2 separate regions of the Mus musculus genome follow, and region 1 is linked to region 2. The links are chromatin contacts, called in public Micro-C maps. All regions are on one chromosome and are shown on one strand. Each heading gives the region's core, a stretch centred on a gene start, on an enhancer-like site or on the middle of the called end of the contact. The rest is flanking DNA. Distances are from core to core; before and after follow the strand shown. Region 1 overlaps Gm34999 (a long non-coding RNA gene). Region 2 overlaps Rps15a (ribosomal protein S15A).

Region 1 (6,648 bases), core at 1,326-3,825, 170 kb before region 2:
TTTGAGATGTGTCTGAAGCTTTTGGAAGTACAGGTCAATGTACCTCCCTGAAGCCAGTCCAGCTGCCCAGGGGCGGTTATTGGGTTTGTGGTGTTGTTTTCTGATTCTCTGAGGACCTGGCCTTCCAGTCCCCACCAACGGATGCGAACAACCTCAGGCAGAAGCATTAAAGTCCGTGAGCTCCTCCAAGGGGGCCCTAGAGAATAAGCCAGCAAGGAGGAAGCTCTTTAATTAACACTAGGGCTGTGACTCTGACCGCCATGTTATTAATTACTGCCTGTTACTCCCCGGTGGCATCCTCTGAACAAGCTATTGCTCACTCGCCCCGCCCAGCCCCACCCTCCAGCTTTCCCTTCTTACTCCTTACTCAACGTTTTACCAGACTGCTACGCAGTGATTTGAAAGTGAAACCAAGGCTGACTCAGAATTGGAACAAAGTTGCATCTGGACTAAGGGTTTCCTTAAACACGTAGAAAGTGCCACAGAGTGGAATGCGCAAAACTTGTGAGCGAGAGGGGCAGAAACCTTATTGTTCTGGAAGTTTCTAACTCACAAAAAACCTTTTGTGGTAATCTAGTCCATACCTTAGTTTACTTTTTTTGCCCTTTGCTTGAAAGTGATGAAGGGAGGAGAAATCTTGTTTTTAAAAACATGTGGGTTTTGTTTTTTGGTTTTTTTGGGTGGTGGTGGTGGTGGTTGGTTGGTTGGTTGTGTTTTATTTTTGCTTTGAGACAGGGTCGCATGTCATGAAGGCTGGCCTCAAACTTATTTTTAGCCAAGGATGATCTTAAACTTCTTCCTGTCTCCAGGGCTTCCAGGAATGTGCCACCACGCCCAGTTTTAAGGTGATTAAGTGGCGCATGTGCCGTGGGGTCTTCAAGCCTGCCTTCACCCTTCACTCCTGTCCCTGTGTGCTAGTGTGAAGCCGTAGGGGAGGGGACAATGGGGTAGAAAGTGGCTAGAGTTTGGTCACTCAGAGGGAGTCCGTTTACTGCCTCGGGTCTCAGTTTTCTCTAAAATAAGGGATGCCACAGGGTGTGAAGGTGCACACCTGTAACCCTACCCCTCAGGATGCGGAGGCAAGCAGGTTGTGATTTTGAGTCCAGCCGGGGCTGCATACCAAAGCTCTATCTCAAAAATAAAGCTGAAACTGGGTGTGGTGGCCAGTACTCCGAAGGAAGTCGGAGGCTGGAGGATCAAAAGTTCAAGGTCCTCAGGTACAGAGCGGTTTCACACCCTAGACACGTGACCACCTGTCAAATAAGTAAGTGAAGAAATACACAACATAAAGAAATTTACCAGCGGGTTGGTGGTGGCGCACACCTTTGATCCCAGCACTTGGGAGGCAGAGGCAGGTGGATTTCTAAATTCGAGGCCAGCCTGGTCTACAGAGTGAGTTCCAGGACAGCCAGTACTACACAGAGAAACCCTGTCTCTAAAAATAAATAAGTAAATAAATAAAAAGAAATTTACTGCTGGAGAGTACAAACTTTGTCAAAGGCTTACAGTGATGTCCCAGGAGTCTGTGCGGCTAAGAGAAGCCCTCCCCTCATCCTTTTCCCCTTGTTAGCCTCCAAGATTGTGGGTTGCAGATTTCAAGAGAGGGAGGGGGATACCTAGATAGATAGACAGACAGACAGACAGACAGAAGATAAGTAGGACTCTTTCTGGAGTTTGATTTGGGACTTCTCAGCTTTTACAAGTTGGGGACCTAATGCCTCCCTTTTCTTCTGCAGAATTTGGAATCCAGAGAAAACACTGAGGGCACAGGTCACCTGTAATGACCAATAAGGAGATCCCAGGGCTCCTTCAGAATCCAGTTCTGCCCGCTCTACGAACACACTACATGGCTGTGCCGTTGTAGCTGTGCCTGTTACATATATTCTGTCAGTAAGGAGTTGGGTATCCATTCTAAGCTGATAGTTAAATAAATGGGGAGAAGCCTGAGACATACCACCATAAATAATAACTAACTGTGCAATCAGACTTCCAGAAAAGCCTGAGGAAAAGCAGGTTCCGTTAGGCTGATCACTCTGGGTTCTGGTGCAGTAATGGGCAGTGGCACCTCCCAAGCCTACTGCAAGACGAGCTCCCTGTCTGTCAATCAAATAAGGCCCAAGGGATGACTCAAGTTTGTAAGCCTAGGGCTTGGGAGATAAAGTCAGGTGTATTTCTGTGAATTTGAAGCTAGGCTAGTCTACGTTAGTTTTAGCCAGGCTACATAGTGAAATTCTGTTTAAAAACAAACAAACAAACAATAGTCCAGACTCTGACTCACAAAACAAATAAACAAAGGAGCAGAGAACCATATGTACCAGTAGATGCTTGTCTTTGTGTGGGAGGCTACAGCGTGATGTTACAGACTGGGATAGACTGGCGGCTTACAAACAGCAATTCATTTCTCAGAATTCTACCATCTAGAAAGTCCAGTGTCGAGACACCAACAGATGCAGTGTCTGAGGAGGACCTAACTTCTATAACTTTTGTACTATACCTTCCCACAGTAGGGGTAATGGTTTGAATGCGAAATGTCCTTACAGTGTTTGAACACTTGGTCTCCACGTGGTGGCACCGTTCAGAAAGATTGGAGAACCTTACAATGTGGAACGTGACTACAGGAAGTGGATCAGTAGAGCCTCGCCTTACAGGTCATAGTCAAGCCTGTTTCTAACCCAAGTTCTTCCCCTCTCTGTCTCTGCTTCCTGCTCTGTGGAAATTTGAGGAATCCTAGACACATTCTCCACAGTGTGAAGTCTGTTGTGCCTTCTCTGCTGTTGTAAATGAAGACTGCTCAAACTGTAAGCCCAAATAACTCTTTCTCTTCTCTTCAAATTTTTTCACAGTAATGTAAAAAGGTAGCTATATCAGGGCGAGGCCTCTCTCTTAAGGGTACTAGTCCTCTTCTCGTGGACTCAGTTTCCACAGCCTGACCATCCCGGCCTCTACCTCTCAATGCTAGAATTGCAGGCATGCACCACCACCTGGGTGTTTGCCCCATGCTTTGGGAGGAACCAGGACTTCCTGCATGCCTGGCAAGCACTCTGCCAACTGAGCTAACATCTCCAGCTCTCAAAGCCTTACCTTCTAAAGCAGCGGTTCTCAACCTATGGGACTGCGACCCTTTTGGGGGTCACACAACCCCTTCACAGGGGTCACCTAAGACCATTGGAAAACACAGAGATTTACATTACAATTCATGACAGTACCAAAATTACAGTTATGAAATAGCAACAAAAATAATTTTATGATTGGGAGTCACCACAAAACAAGGAACTATCTTAAAGGGTCGCAGCATCAGGAAGGCTGAGAACCACTGCTTCTAGAACATTTTGGGATCTGGGTTTTCAACAGATGAGGCCAAAGGAGAAAGCATGTTGAGACCCTAGGGTGGCTCTGTGGATGCTGGTGACCTAAACTGCTTCTGTACTGACGCTGTCAACCCCTTGGAGTGAGGGGTGCTTCTAACTAGAATCACCTGTGGCAATTCCTAATGTGTAAGTTACAGGTTGGGTTCGAAAAGCTTTGCTGTCAGAGCTGGTTTTCCCCTAGGAACCGCAGCCAATGGCTCTTTTCTCCCAGGGAAGATCTGGAAATGCCTGGTCAAACTATGGAGTTACCCAAGCATTGCAAACCAGCCAGTTACGGAAAGCACCTGCTGGAGGAGAACACAGCCCACAGAGCAGCACATGGCTTCTCTCTAAATGGCTGATGGTAAAGGGCTTTCCTCTTGTGAAGGAGACTCTGCAGCAGGAGTAACTACAAAACCCACGATCGAACAAACGCTCCTGCTTGTTTTCAGGCCACATTATTATATAAACAGCTCCCAACTCTCTGCCTCCAAGTTGTCAAATTCCTCAAAGGGCGCTCAATTGAGAAGCCAATCCCAAGCCACATTTACTTGTCAGAAGGTCCATGTTGTGAGGACATGAATCTCAGAAGAATAGGACAGGCTGGGGATGTATAATAGCTCAGCAGTAAACATTTGTCTGGGGTGAATAAAGGAGAAAAGGGGGGAGGGAAGGGGCACACACAGAGCTCTAGGCTGAGGAAGCTCTTTGAATAATGTTCTCTTTAGAACAAAGAATTCCAGGGGTCTAAGGAGATAGCTTGGCTGGTAAGAGCAATTGCTGCACAAGAGAGAGTATCTAAATTTAAAAACCTGTAAAATAGAGCTGAACTTGGCCTTAGTATACCTGTGACCCCAGGGCTTCTGGAGTTAGAGACAGAAAGATAATTGAGGCTTACTGTCTACCAGCCTAGCTCTAAGTTCAATGAGAGACCCCGTCTTAAAGGATGAGGTGGAGAGTGATACAGACTACCCAGTGTCCTTCAGGCCTCTGCACATGCATGCACACATGCAGGCATGCATATTTATATTCTGTTTTGACCATCCTTTTTCTTTTCAGCTTTCTAATTTATCAGGCTCTGGTGCTCTCACAGACCTTGGGCAGGGCACTTTATTTCCCTGAACATGAGGTCCCTCATCAGGAAATGTTGGGAGCCGCCCCCACATTCGCCGTTACAAGATGGCGCTGACATCCTGTGTTCTAAGTGGTAAACAAATAATCTGCGCATGTGCCAAGGGTATCTTATGACTACTTGTGCTCTGCCTTCCCCGTGACGTCAACTCGGCCGATGGGCTGCAGCCAATCAGGGAGTGACACGTCCGAGGCGAAGGAGAATTCTCCTTAAGAGGGACGGGGTTTCGTTTTTTCCCTCTCTTGCTTCTTGCTCTCTTGCTTCTTGCACTCTGTTCCTGAAGATGTAAGAATAAAGCTTTGCCGCAGAAGATTCTGGTCTGTGGTGTTCTTCCTGGCCGGTCGTGAGAACGCGTCTAATAACAATTGGTGCCGAAACCCGGGACGAGAAAAAAACTCGGGACTGGCGCAAGGAGGATCCCTCATTCCGGAACCAGAACTGCGGATCACGTTTATAAAGGTTCCCGTAACACAGACTGTTGAGAAGGATTCAACTGCCGAATTCAGAACTCATCAGCTGGGGAACGACGGTGATAAAGGTTCCCGTAAAGCAGACTGTTAAGAAGGATTCAACTGTATGAATTCAGAACTTTTCAGCTGGGGAACGAGGTAAGTCTGATCTTGAACTTTCTAAGGAAATTCAAGACAGTCTATCAGAAGTAAAGTGGAAAATGGCTTTACAAGTTATGTTTGGCCTTGAATTTTTTCTAGTGTTAGAAGCCCTTTTGTTCCTTTTCACATGTTATATAGTGGTTAAGATAGGGCTGAAAATTCTAGAGGAAATTCAGGACAAGCTATCAGAAGTAAAGCGGGGAGAGAGAGTAGGAACAAAAAGGAAATATGGTACACAAAATAAGTATACAGGCCTTTCCAAGGGTCTTGAACCCGAGGAAAAGTTAAGGTTAGGTAGGAATACCTGGAGAGAGATTAGAAGAAAAAGAGGAAAAAGGGAAAAGAAGAAAGATCAATTAGCGGAGGTCTCTAGGAGAAGGAGCCTGTGCTCTGAAGAAACAGACTGGGAGAAAAAAGCGGCTCATTATGAAAGAAAAGGATACCAGCCGCCAAGTAAAGTGCTAACTAGTCATTTAAGGAAAAAGCCAAAAGCGGCTGGCGAAGGCCAGTTTGCTAATTGGCCTCAGGGCAATCGGCTACCAGGTGCACTCCCGCCCTATGCGGAGTCCCCGCCCTGCGTAGTGCGTCAGCCCGTAGTGCGTCAACAATGCGCAGAGAGGCAGTGCGCAGAGAGGCAGTGCGCAGACTCATTCATTCCCCGAGAGGAACAAAGGAAAATACAACAGGCATTTCCAGTCTTTGAAGGAGCCGAGGGTGGGCGTGTCCACGCTCCGGTAGAATATGTGCAGATTAAATATGGAATTAATGCTAATTTTACCTTGGTGCAGTTAGACAGGCTTGCCGGCATGGCACTAACTCCTGCCGACTGGCAAATGATTGCAAAAGCCGCTCTCCCTAATATGGGCAAATATTTGGAATGGAGATCTCTGTGGCGAGAGGCTGCACAGGCGCAGGACCGAGCAAACGCTGCTGCTTTAACTCCAGAGCAGAGAGATTGGACTTTTGACTTGTTAACGGGTCAGAGAGCTTATTCTGCTAAACCTGATAAGAGGTATCAATGGAAGGTCTTACCACAGGGGATGTCCAATAGTCCTACAATGTGCCAGCTTTATGTGCAAAAAGCTCTTTTGCCAATGAGGGAACAATTCCCCTCTTTAATTTTGCTCCTTTACATGGATGACATCCTCCTGTGCCATAAAGACCTTACCATGCTACAAAAGGCATATCCTTTTCTACTTAAAACTTTAAGTCAGTGGGGTTTACAGATAGCCACAGAAAAGGTCCAAATTTCTGATACAGGACAATTCTTGGGCTCTGTGGTGTCCCCAGATAAGATTGTGCCCCAAAAGGTAGAGATAAGAAGAGATCACCTCCATACCTTAAATGATTTTCAAAAGCTGTTGGGAGATATTAATTGGCTCAGACCTTTTTTAAAGATTCCTTCCGCTGAGTTAAGGCCTTTGTTTAGTATTTTAGAAGGAGATCCTCATATCTCCTCCCCTAGGACTCTTACTCTAGCTGCTAACCAGGCCTTACAAAAAGTGGAAAAGGCCTTACAGAATGCACAATTACAACGTATTGAGGATTCGCAGCCTTT
Region 2 (7,130 bases), core at 2,801-5,300:
CAGTAACATCAGCATAAGGTGGTTAATGACAGGATGGTCCCTTGAGTGTGCAGTGAGTCTGGTTTATTTGCCAATGAGAAGCACAGGCCTCCTGTATGGGTCTTTGCCTACAGCCCCCTTTCATCACCCAGACTTGGTAGACTTACATTCTGTCACACTGTTGGCTCTTAATCTCAGCCCTGAAAAATGCCATTTCTTGGGTATCAAGGCTAGTCTAGATTCAGAAACCATATAAAGGTTGACAGCTGGTTTAAAAAAAAAAAGGCTTGGAGCTTGAGTTGGGTTCGCAGGTTATTCCAGGGTATCTGTCTGCACTTTGTCTCCCAGATTTAAAGGTAAGTGCCACCATGCCTAGCATGGTGACTTATTAGCTTTGTTGCTGTGGAACATACATCAAATGAAACATTGGTATGGCTCTGGTTTCACTGTCCATGGTTAGTATCTGGTGGGTGGACACCTGGTGGAACCAAGCTGCTCATCCCAGAACTAAGGAGCCATTCCCCAGAGACTTGTCTTCCTACTAAGTTCCATCCCTACAGCTTCTAGTAGTAGCTTCAGAGGTTGTGAATTGTGGACTTAGTCTGCCATAACATTTAAAATAGGTATTAAATTCAAGTCATTTGGTCACTCAGCACCCACGTGGCTCTTCAGAACAACAGAAGCCCCTCGGACTTGTCTGTTGGAAAAACCAGTTTGAAATAATGTACCTGCTTTAGTTGAGAAAACGCTACAACTGGTGCTGTGTCCTGCCATGCTGATGAGCTCTGCTCTGCGACCTGCCGAACTTGGGGGATCTCTACCCCCAGACTTTGCTCAGATCTGTTGATGATTTGTCCATGCAGGAAAGTTTACAAGGTCTCTGTGTGTCTACTACTTACTAGTTGCTGTGACAAAAATACTGAAAGTGTTTACTGTGTGTGAGGCACAAAGTTTGTGGGAAGCTGTACCCTCCCTCATTTTGGTGCTGCTCCTGCCTTGACTGACAGGATGAGCTGCCCCAACCATCGTTGCCATCTTCCATAAGAAGCAGGTGGCTCTATTGAGTTCCCTGGAGGTGATCCCAAGGGAAGGAGGAGCCTGGGAAAGTGGATCTCAAGTCCCCTAGTCTGGCAGTTGGCTGTTTAGGAAAGTCCAGTGTCAGTGTTTGATATGTTGTAAGGAAACAAATTCAGTTTTATTTAGCTTATTGGCTCTGGGGAAATGGCAGTTCCCATTAATTGGTGCTGTCTTTCTCTTTGAGGATCAAAATTAGCTTCCTGTTCAGTTGTTAAGCATATTTCATAGTCAAATAATCCTCTTATCTTTACAAGTGAGGTTTTCCTTCGAGTGGATATCAGAGTCCCTCCCACGGCTTCTATCCCTCCTATCCTTGTGTAGGAAGTTAAGCTTGCTCATTTGTAGATTAGTGGTCGGTTACACTGCAATTTAGAGTATCATGTGTACTCTACACATGATTGATTCTAAGCCCCCTTCCCTTTCCATGTCCTTCAAAAATTTTTTTATTCTGAGACAGTGTTAGGATTTTTCCTGGGCTAGCCAAATGCAAGAAGTGTTGGTCCCAGACTTGTAATCTTTCTGCCTTAGCCTCCCAAATTCTAGGATTATAGATTTATGTCATGTGATGAGTGGTCTTTTAAAGATTATCTTTTATTTTTTTTGAGATGGGGTTTTTCTGTGTAGTTTTGGCTTTCTTGGGACTTGCTCTGTAGACCCAGGATGGTCTTTACTCAGATCTGCTTGCCTCTGCCTCCCAACTGCTAGGATTAAAGCATGAGCCTGAGCCTTCATGCCTGGCTGACAGGTGAATTCTCAATACCTACCTAGCCATAGGGAAAGTGATTGTGTCCCCTTCCTCATAGAGGGGCATAGTCACCCAGGCCATACCTTTAGCTTGGGCTTTTGGTCAGTGAAGAAGTATGAAGGGACAAGAACACTATCAAGAGCCTAATGTGCTCTGGCCTGGATGGTCAGCACAAAATGAATAGACTTACCAAATTCTGCTGTCTCCTTGGTAGATGTGAAGTTGTTGGAAGAGTCCTAAATTTAGCAGACTATACTGTCAGCCTATCAGACTATAGGCTGCCGGAGGGCAAGTCTGCTACCTATTTCCATCTCATGCCTGCATTGTTCATCCCCCTATGTAACCCACCTACCTGTCACTCATTCCTCCATCCAAAAACTATTGTAGGTTCAGTGGAAATTTCAAGCTTGCCTGTCTCAGCATCTTTCTTACCTTACCCCTAAGGATGGCATCTCTCTTGGCTACATCTTTGGTTTATCTGGAGATCCTTGATTAATTTGAACAAGAGCTACCTTGGGTTATGCAGTTTATGCCTCCAGTGTCCCAGAGACCGGCATTTGAGAGATCCCTGATAGCAAACCCATAGGGTGGCCTTTTTTTCATCCACCCCATTCTCCCTCCCACCTCCCTCTTTTGACCTTGAGTCCTCACCAGAGAGAAACCAGGCCCACTTAATTAGTTCTACATGTGTACACTACATGGGTGCAGTGCCCAAGCAGGAGAGGTGTTAGATTCCCTTTTAACTATAGTTAATAGACAGTTTTTAAGCCCCAGTGGATGCTGGGAAGCAAACCTACATCCTCTAGAAGAGCAGCTATTTCTCTGAGCCATTTCTCCAGCACCATTTTCCCCTCTTTTAAAAGCAGGTCTTGCAGTGTGGCCTAGTCTGGCCCCCTGAGGTGTTTGCATTGCATGGCAGGCATGTCCACAGGAACACCATAGTTCTCACCACTCGTACAGCACAGCAAGTGGGGTGCCGCAGGGGATTATCACTTGAGTATAAAATAAGGGTTGCTTTAGATTGAATAGGATAACCACGCGTTCTCAGAACAATCAAGGAAGGCTGGGGTGAGCCAGCACCGACCTTAATTGTTTACTTAGTAAACTACTAAATGTATGCACGTGTAAGCTTTTGCCTTGATTGAGGTCAAGCTGTCGAGAAATGGTTCTCTTTACAGTGGATCCAGTCAGGATTGGCAGCAAGCACCTTTGCCTGCTGAGCCTACATGTTGTATAGAATGGCAACGTTGTGTAGAATGGCAGTACATTAAATGGGTTTTTCATTTACGAAGTGTGCTGGCTGGTTTTGTGTCAACTTGACACAAGCTGGAGTTCAGTTGAGGAAATGCCTCCATGAGATTCAGCAGTTTTCTCAGTGATGGGGGGATGGGGGCTAGCCCCTTGTGGGTGGTGCCATCTCTGGGCTGGTAATTCTGGGTTCTGTAAGCAAGCTGAACAAGCCAGGGGAAGCAAGCCAGTAACATTCCTCCATGGCCTCTGCATCAGCTCCTGCTTCCTGACCTGCTTGAGTTCCAGCCCTGACTTCCTTGGGGATGAACAGCAGTGTGGAAGTGTTAACTGAATAAACCCTTTCCTCCCCAACTTGCTTCGTGGTCATGTTTTGTGTAGGAATAGAAACTCTGACTTAAGACATAATGGTTTTGAGATTATGGTTTTATTTATGACTATGGTGAGCCCTACTGAAGAAGCCTCAGCATTCAGATCTATCGTATCCTGCCAGTTGCTTGAAGCATGAATTTGAGTGTCCCTTCTAAATAGGTTTTCATTTCTGTGAAATGGGTACAAAGAGGCTATGTTCTAGTACTGTGGTCAGGCTTGGGATAAACTGTAAAATGAAAGTGGTGCTTGGCATAACACTATTTTACTTGTTTTTAATCCTGAGAGGGAGTCTGAATGCTTCTGGGAAGAAGATGTGGAGTCCGGACTGACCTGTCCTGACTATAGTATGTCTGCAGTCCTAATAACAGCCCCTGGGGGGTTCTTCACTCTTCTCAGCTTTTGTACTCAGAGTGATGGGGGCTAGTGAGGCTGCCATGTGGGAAATCTAATAACCAGGGGTATTGGGAAAATTGAGATCCTTTTCTGTAGATGATGAATGAGGGCAAAGAGAAGCAGTAAGTATTTGGGGCCTGAAGCAGAGAGATGAGGGGAAGGGAAGTTATAATGGAAGTCTTGAGTCAGCTGACAGGAATCATGAGTCAGCAGAAACCTGAGTGACCAGGAGTTGTGAGTCAGCAGAAAGTATAGATAGCAAAGATGATGAGTCACCATCATTCTTGGTGAATCAGGGCTGAACTGTTGTTACTGAAATTCCTTTTTGGGTTCTTGGTCTTATCAATGAGATAATTTAGGGGCTGGGACAATGGCTAGGTTGTTAAGAGCACTTGCTGCTCCTGAGTGGATTCAGGTTCGGTCCCCAGCACCTCCGTCGGGCTGCTCACACTAGCCTATGACTTGGGCTCCGGGGAGTCTGACACCCTCCTCTGGCCTTCAAGTGTGCTTGTACACGCCTGGGGGTGGGGTGGGGGGAGATGGAGTAATGAAATGAAATTTCTGATTTTTTAAGTCTTTGAAAGTAAAATACAATTATGTTGGCCTCTCTCCCTGTCCTTTTCATTCAACCTCTCCTATGTGCTCTCCTCTTACTCAATTTCTCGAATTTATGGCCTCTCTTTGTGCGAACATGTGTGTGTGAATAAAATAAAGCATTTTTTTTAAAACCTCTTGTCTGAATGGCTTCTGAATTGGTGACCTTTTGAATAAGCTTGCCTGGTTTCTACCTGATCACACTATGGTGTGGTGAGCAGCTGGACTTGCAACAAACAAAACATTGGTTTCTTGCTCCTTCAAGACTGCTGGGCACTGGCCATGTCACACCTCTGGGTCTGTCACCTTGCCTGACTGCTGCTTAAAGCCACTCAGCACACACACACTCCCAGCTGTGCACACAGTCGAAGGAGGCTGACCCTTGTACGCAGCAATTTTCATTTGGGACAGGTTGCTAGAAACCTTGATAATCTCAGAGTGTCACTGCCTGGGCTCTTCTAAGCTGTCCTGGCCTAGTATTCTCCAAGGTCAATTTCTTCAGCAATTTCTTTGTTCTGAAGGTTTCCTAATTAGCTTCTTACAGCTGTCTTTCTTGCTTAAGTAATAGTCTTAACTGTGGGTGTGTGGGGAAGCCTTGTGTATGGTTGAACCTTCTGGCATAGGCTATAGTTGCACAGTGTGAAGTCTGGAGAGAGGAGAGGGGAAGCCCTGGGTGTGTGATGAATGGGGATGCAAACTCGCACGTGGAGACTCATGGTGGCTCCCTCCTGTCTCCATGGATAACCAGATATGTACACTGCTCACTTACTCCAAGATCTGCATATCTGAACTAGCCCAATCCTTTCATCCTTTCAAAACTGATTTCAAAACCACGCCCAAGACAACTTCCACCTGGTGCCACATGGCATGGGCAAGGTATAGCACTTCTGAGACCATTCCTAAGAGGACCCCAGACACCCAGAGACTGGGCACCACTAGGATGACCAAGTGGTAGAGAGATGGAAGAGAAAGAAACAGAAGAATGTGCACAATGAAGAGAGGCAGAACTAGAGAATCAAGGAGCCTGATTTGAGTACCACCTAAGGCCGTAGTGAGGTCCTGGTCTTTAGGTCCTTTGTTACCACCAAAGGCTAGTCAGATGTCCCTGGTCTGGGCTGCTGCCCTGTCATTGTATGAGGATTGTGCAGAGCTGGCCCCATCCCTTGCCTCCCAGCCCTAGGAGAGCTAGCCATGAAGGTGGAGAGTAGGAGAGCTCACCCTATCCACCCCTAGCCGGCTGCAGGTCCTACACCTCACCTAGGAAGCACAGTAGAGCTGGCCCTGGTAGTGGGAGTTGTTGGTAAACTGGCCCCAAGGGTGTGAGCATGGCAGAGCTGGCCCTGCCACTTATCTGTTGTGTGGTGGCATAGGTGAGGGGAAACATGCTCCCTCCCCCACTCTTTACCACCTGTAGCAAGTGGCAGAGCCGCCCAAGGGCATGAGAGTGGGAGAACTGGCTCTGCCCTTAACAGTTGCAGTGCAGGAGAGCTTTCCCTGGTGCTGTGGGTGTGGGAGAGCTGGCAGGTGAGCAGCTCAGATACCATCCAGGCCCAGATCCAGGGCTTTGAGTTGGCACACCCCAATATCAACTCCATCTGTGGACTGCTGGAGAGCATGAAGGGGCAAGTCCTACACATCTAAAGCTACAGGATCTCCACGACACAGGGTGACAGTAGGGTGTCCAAGGGGAGTCCTAGTAAGTTTCCAGTATTGATAGTGTAGCAGAAGCCAGAGGCCTTGAACTAGACAAATGACTCATTGCAATGAACATTTGCAAGCAAAGGAGTATGGACAAAAGGGTGTACTGTGGGACATGCACACTGCAGCTTCCACACCAGGTTTTTTTTTTTTTTTGGTGGGAGGTTGCAAGGGTGAAGGACAGTACGAGAGAACAAGGAGATGGGTGGGGTTGGGTTGCATGTATGAAATTCATGAAGAATCAATAAAAAGTTAAATAAAATTAAAACCAGTTATCAATCCATCATGAGTCTTGTTAAATTCTCTCCAGGCTCCCATGAGTGCTTCAAGCATCCTCTCTGCAGTTTCATGGAGTTTCCACTAGGTGACAGCACAGGACCACAAGTATCTTGAAACAGTTTGCTGCCATTAACCTATGTCTGGACTGGAAACCTTGTTGAGATGAGGCAAATTATTCATGGCCACAGAAAGAAGGTTCAGAAGGAGGGAGGATGTGTATCGTTGGCATTGGCCTTCAGGTCAAGGAGAGTTTGTCGTAGCTACTTTTCTACTGCTGCGACAACATTCTAAGACCAAGAGAACTTAATTGTGCCAGGCGTGGTAGCACACGCCTTTAATCCCAGCACTTGGGAGGCAGAGGCAGGCGGATTTCTGAGTTCGAGGCCAGCCTGGTCTACAAAGTGAGTTCCAGGACAGCCAGAGCTATACATAGAAACCCTGTCTTGAAAAACAAACAAACAAACAAACGGAGAGAACTTAATTGTGACTTGCTTACAGTTTCAGATGGTGGGCTCATGACATCATGTCAGGGAACATGATAGCAGGTATGAATGAATGATGCTAGAGCAGGAGGAAGGGAGGGAGGGGGAGACTGAGTGTGAGGACGAACTGGGCTTTTGAAAACCCCAAGCCAGATCCTAGTGACATACCTCCTTCAACAAGGCTATACCTACTAATCTTTCCTAAACAGTTCCTCCAACTGGGGGTCAAACATTAAACATTCAACTATATGACCCTCTGGGGT

Evidence for each region. Hi-C and Micro-C count contacts between places; a contact is called where the count stands out from the background.
Region 1: a Micro-C map of the G1E-ER4 cell line shows a contact between it and region 2. The contact joins two enhancer-like sites. A contact is called at or near these places in 4 of 39 promoter capture datasets (the C10 cell line, the HPC-7 cell line and pre-B cells), 17 of 484 Hi-C or Micro-C datasets (B cells, the C10 cell line, CD4 T cells and 12 more), 13 of 115 datasets of contacts at active chromatin or transcription factors (the 230-238 cell line, CD8 T cells, the HPC-7 cell line and 6 more) and 3 of 9 other capture datasets (adipose tissue, bone marrow-derived macrophages and liver).

The regions. Positions count from the first base shown.
Region 1 is chr7:118,271,403-118,278,050 of GRCm38.p6, reverse strand. All of the region lies in intron 2 of Gm34999 (a long non-coding RNA gene), which reads right to left. Among named protein-coding and RNA genes, the nearest start is that of Gm23229, 5.1 kb to the left of the region's middle. Within about 2 kb of position 2,575, at least 94 of the 459 cell types and tissues checked have an H3K27ac peak or open chromatin away from gene starts, as enhancers often do. A contact at or near this core is called in CD8 T cells, the G1E-ER4 cell line, the HL-1 cell line and 5 more, where this site is marked.
Region 2 is chr7:118,101,786-118,108,915 of GRCm38.p6, reverse strand. It overlaps Rps15a (ribosomal protein S15A), which reads left to right. Exons shown (of 5, transcript NM_170669.2): 5 at 1-4,542. Among named protein-coding and RNA genes, the nearest start is that of Rps15a, 11 kb to the left of the region's middle. Within about 2 kb of position 4,050, at least 106 of the 459 cell types and tissues checked have an H3K27ac peak or open chromatin away from gene starts, as enhancers often do. A contact at or near this core is called in CD8 T cells, the G1E-ER4 cell line, the HL-1 cell line and 5 more, where this site is marked.